2 separate regions of the Sus scrofa genome follow, and region 2 is linked to region 1. A link is a contact called in public HiChIP or PLAC-seq data. All regions are on one chromosome and are shown on one strand. The core of a region is the stretch at or near the end of the contact, and the rest is flanking DNA. Distances in the headings are between cores, read along the strand shown.

Evidence for each region. HiChIP or PLAC-seq counts read pairs in DNA pulled down with a chosen protein or histone mark.
Region 2: a contact with region 1 is called in an H3K27ac HiChIP or PLAC-seq map of alveolar macrophages. The contact joins two enhancer-like sites. A contact is called at or near these places in 1 of 47 Hi-C or Micro-C datasets (embryonic fibroblasts) and 1 of 2 datasets of contacts at active chromatin or transcription factors (alveolar macrophages).

What each region holds. Positions count from the first base shown.
Region 1 is chr2:91,214,077-91,216,776 of Sscrofa11.1, reverse strand. No RefSeq gene overlaps it. Among named protein-coding and RNA genes, the nearest start is that of TMEM167A, 140 kb to the left of the region's middle. Within about 2 kb of position 1,271, at least 13 of the 83 cell types and tissues checked have an H3K27ac peak or open chromatin away from gene starts, as enhancers often do. A contact at or near this core is called in alveolar macrophages, where this site is marked.
Region 2 is chr2:91,625,889-91,628,588 of Sscrofa11.1, reverse strand. All of the region lies in intron 7 of XRCC4 (DNA repair protein XRCC4), which reads right to left. Among named protein-coding and RNA genes, the nearest start is that of VCAN, 73 kb to the left of the region's middle. Within about 2 kb of position 1,293, at least 7 of the 83 cell types and tissues checked have an H3K27ac peak or open chromatin away from gene starts, as enhancers often do. A contact at or near this core is called in alveolar macrophages, where this site is marked.

The sequences.
Region 1 (2,700 bases), core at 22-2,521:
GGCCCTCTCAGGGCGCCACCTCCCCCCAGGCCACCTCGGATGCAGCAGCCCAGCCCATGGAGGGAAGGGAGCTGCTCCATGCCCTCCTCACTGCGCAAGAGCACTGAGGCCCAGGAACAACAGCCCCTTCTGCAGGAAGACTATTCTGCAAGGCTTTCCACAGTGATCGGTACCTGGGCCCTGGGCCCTCTCGCTCTGCCTTCTCCGGGGCCCTGTATGGATCTGGAAGGCAGGGGAGGGTCAGCCAACCAGCAGACTCAGCATGGGTCCAGGACACCAACAAAGCTGGGCCACCAACCCCACGCCAGTAAGAGAAGTCAAACTCCAATCCATGAACTCATCCAGCTTCTGCAGTCAAAACATCTAGAAAGAAGCTACTCTGATTTCAGCACTCCTTGCAAGTTGTGTTTCACTCTTTAGGTATTGTTCTAAATTGCTGGTGGAGAAGATCTCATAATATTTTCAATGCTAAGAGCCTCTAAAGTTAGCCATCCAACCCAGAGCAAGTCATCAGTGTCAGTACCATGGGGTGGGATGTGGGGATCTGGTAAGATCTATTCCTCACTTATTTGTAAAATTATATCCATTTCTCTTGCATTTGGGGAAAAGGAAAGGACTTGCTGTTCTCTTTCCAGATCCTTAGTTGGTTTATACATTTAGTTGACCTCCTCTGCTGGGACGAGGGATAGAGATTTATGACCTATTCCTTTTGAATAGGAATTTTATCCCCTGCTGCCTGCCTTATATCCAGCGTTACGTTCAGGCACTTATCTTCAGTAACTTCTTCTGCTGATCTGCTCTGCTATTGCTCACAGACCTAGTATTTCATGGACTTTTATGCTGACGACTCCTTAATACTACATGAAGTTACCCTGTGTTCTTTTGCGTGTGCTTTGTCTAATTGCTGTTAAACCCTGCAGAAGGTTACTGTTTATCACAAATCATACCAGGCGAGGCCAACACATTCTGAACTCTCTTCTTGAACTTCCAGAAAATCTGCATGAGTGTGTAAAGTTAAAACAAAACAAGAAACATGGCCAGTCTGAACATGACTGCTAAACCCTGAAAGAGTCTGGCTCTTGGCCAGAAGTTACTGTATAGGAAACCTCAAATTTCCCCACCCACCGTTTTTCCTTGCCTTTCCTGGGGTTTTAGATTGCAGAACCATTACAATGTCATCACGCAGAGCTCCTGGCAGGTTAGTTAGAGGAAGCTACTTAAATTCTGACAGTTTCACCCTACATGTACCATCCACAATTTCAGACCATCCTCTTTCCACACTTCCCCCTTCCCTTTCTATTTTTCTACACTCCCTCCCCTACCAACATGTTCCTCTTAGAGAGACCAAGACAGAAAGAAAGAAAAAAAAAAACCCAAACAAACAGAAAAACAAACACTGACCTCTAAGTAGGGTCTTCGAGTTTTCTTACTCGTCAACATTGTAGGAAAAAAAGAAATCGACAGAACACCTCCTCCATCCTTTTCAACCCTCCCCTACTACTGGAATTGGACTGATTTCCAGCTCTGAAAAGGCTTCAGAGAATACTCACAAACTCTGAGAACATGAGTAGGAGAATTTTGATAGATTAAGAACAAATGTTAACACTCAAACCATTCCAAGACTGTTCTGCTCTTTCCTTGGAAGAATTCAGTTGAGCTGCCTTTAAAAGACACAACTGGATGTGTAACATCCTGGAGGATTTGGGATATTTTAAAGGAGAGGGAGCGGTACTAAGGCTTTCCTAGTCACTTTCCAGAATAAGCCTCTCCTTTAACCAGAAAGGGGTGCCTCCTGCAGCTAACGTGGGAAAACTAATCCTTAGAAAGCAAACACCTTGGAAAGAAAAGCTTTAATGCCTGTAATTAATTCACGTTGCTTGTTGTAATCTAAGTGAGAGCTGACCGAACACTGTGTGTGTATCTATAAAAGAAGGATTGGGTAGAATGAGCCCCCTCCTTTTTTTTTTTTTTATGAGGCGTTAAAATGAATTATAGGAAGAATTGTTGCACTCCCAGAAAAGATTAATTTGGGAAACATTTCTTTTGACACATTGGTCATAATTAAAGTAATCCTTCATTTTCTCTGTTTTCTTTAAGTAAAAACTTGTGGCTTTATTTAACCTTCCATCAATTAACTCTCTCAAAAGAAAATAACCGTGAGCCCCATAAACACACACTTAATTCACTATTGACAGAGAAGAGAAGCAATGGCTGTTCCTCCACTGCAGGGATTCAGCATTATTGCAGCCCCAAGTCAGGGGCCTTGTCAGGGACCAACCTCCAGTTTCCTGCTCTTACTGACAGGAGTTTTGACTTTGAAGTTCTCTTCACAAGTCCACCAATGCCCAGAGCCATATAATTCTATTAAAACCATGCTGTTAGGAATGTTTGTCCCAGAACAGTCTTCATTCAACAAATATGTCTTGATAGCCTCCATGCTAGGAAATGAGAGCACAACAGTGAGGAAAATAAACATGATTGCTTCCTTCATGGGCATATAAACTGATGGGGAAGAAAGACATTAACTAAGTAACCAAGATAATTATAGAACAGCAAAAAAAAAAAAAAAGAATTATAAAGAAAAATATTAAGTGCTATGAAAGTGCCTTATTAGGGGACCTGATGTATGTATGTATGCATGTATCTACCTACCTACCTACCTACCTATTGGGTAGGGGGTGTCGGGGGGAGTTTGTCAGA
Region 2 (2,700 bases), core at 44-2,543, 410 kb before region 1:
GGAGCCTTTCCCCAATTTAGAAAACACTGAAGTAGGAACAAGATGTGGCTAAAGCCAGAAGGGAGTTATGAGTTCTCTTGAGCTTGTTGACACTCTTCATAAGCAGAGACACACTTGGACAGACAGCAGGGACCTTGAAAGGTACCTGCTCTCTTCTGTCTCTTCAAAGTATAAGTAAAGGAAGGAGGAAATAATGATGATGTCTCTGTTTCCAGCACGCACCTCAGGGAGCACATCTGAGTGACCCATGATGCAGACATGGACAGTTGGGTGTGACATGCTTTGAGGGAGAAATCTACCTTTCTTCTAAGCAGGAGGACACCTTCCATGACTGACAGAAGCCACCGCTTAAGAGCCATGGCTCTGAGAATGAGAGTGTCAGGGACTCTGCAACAAGAATCTGATACTTAGTGCCTAAGCTCACATATGCCCTCAATGCCAAGTCCTTAGCAATACCCTTTAAGAAGCCTCAGTGGTCACAGATGATAAGGAGTCTGAAGAAGCAGAAGTAGCTCTGAAACAGCTATAACCTGAGTTAGGGGGTCTTGCCCTTTCTTGGGATCCTAGCAAGGTCTTGGCGATTTATCCAGGTTTGGGATCAGCAAGTCAGACCAAGATGAAGTGAGTCTAGACAGATTAAATCTAAGGGGGGAAAACAATTAACTTTCCTCAGTTTTACTGGCTTGTGCGTTTTCTTTTATATCTTGATGGCAGATACCATTTGCAATGGAGGTCTTATTTCTTGCGAGATCACTGGTTGTGCAATCCTATCTGGAGCAATATGTAAAAAATGAGGAAATGTATTTTAGTCACTTCCAAGAAATCATTCTCATTGCTAGCTCTTTATTTAATGCCAATACCTTTCTCACACACTTGGTTGAAATATGGTGCCTCTCTGCACTCTGAGTAGAATAAAAATGAAAGAAATCAAATATTGCAGTGCAAGGGGACCATTTTTCTGTTCTCGACATGAGTTTTCCAGTTCATATTCCCATTACTTGTCATCTATCACATCCTCTGCCTCTCTCCATGCTAATATTTTATATACCAGTGCAACCTGCCTCATCAAAAGGCTATTAACACAGTATTAATGGAGTGTATTTCACTCTAGGAAGCCTGTTAGGAATTCCCAGAAAATTTAGCATATCTTAAAGGCTGAAATTTCTTCTGGAAATGGGTGAGTTTCTTCTAAGATAAGAACTGTGGCAGGAGTTACAGGATTAGCGCTCATCGTTGACCTGAATTTCCGCACACAGAGTCCGGTCAACTTCCCAACAAAGCCTTACACAAGGGTGGCCAACTCCCTTCAGCTGTATTAGTCATGGTCAGCCGCACCAGGGAATGATTTAACTCAGTTTACAAGACTGTTCCACTGCCCTCAGGGGAGTGTCTAGTTAGTCACCAGTACCAGCTTTTGTTGCCTTCCGCATCATCCTGACCCCATCCCTCCTCTGTAACAATTTTGGCTAAAATGGAAGTGGCATTTTAACACTAATAACCTGTTACCTTACACAGCTCTTCCCGTGCACCGGGCACTGTGCTCAATCCTGTTTTACATGAGCTCATTTAATCCTCAGAACCATCTGCAATGTGGGCTTATTGGCTGCATTTTAGAAATGACAAAACTGAAGGTCAGGGAGAAGAAGACATTCCCCAAAGGTCACCCAGAAATGGGTTTAAACTCAACTGTTTTTTTTTTTTTCCCTACTGAGTCTGCAGCATACAGAAGTTCCCAGGCCAAGGATACTACCCAAGCCACAGCAGTAACAATGCTCAATGCTGGATCCTTAACCACCATGCCGCCAGGGAACTCCAAAGATCCTTGAATCTGTTCTCTTAATCACTGGACAAATGACTTACAAGTTTGTTCCTAAAGGATGAGGGGGCAGAACTCCAGGATCCTGCCTTAACCAAAGTCTTCTTTTGATGTTTTATATACTGAAGTTCAATGTAGAGCTCATTGAAATAAGGGTCCACAGCCATGTTTTTTGTTTTTTGTTTTTTTTTTTGTACTGGAATAATTTATTGAGATAATAAATTATGTTCTGTTTTTGTCAGGAAAGAATCCAGGCTTTATTGTTGGGGGAGGGGTTGAAGCTTATACAATTTTTAGGCCCTATTTAAAAACATAATAAAAACTGATGAATACAAAATCAGGTATCAAGAAGTACAAATGTGGGGTTCCCGTCGTGGCGCAGTGGTTAATGAATCCGACTAGGAACCATGAGGTTGCGGGTTCGGTCCCTGCCCTTGCTCAGTGGGTTAAGGATCCGGCATTGCCGTGAGCTGTGGTGTAGGTTGCAGACGCGGCTCGGATCCCTCGTTGCTGTGGCTCTGGCGTAGGCCGGTGGCTACAGCTCCGATTCGACCCCTAGCCTGGGAACCTCCATAAGCCGTGGGAGTGGCCCAAGAAATGGCAACAACAACAACAAAAGACAAAAGACAAAAGACAAAAAAAAAAAAGTACAAATGCAAAACTTGAAGCAGACAAAGCCCCCATAACATATTTTATTATTTAATTGCCTGAGGCATGCTTATAATATTTCTTCCTACACTTTCTGATTATATACTTTGATTGCCTCTTCATATGACATTGTTTTTTTTTTTAATTTTTATTTTTTTCCATTACAGCTGGTTTATAGTGTTCTGTCAATTTTCTACTGTACAGCAGGGTGACCCAATCACACAAACACATATACA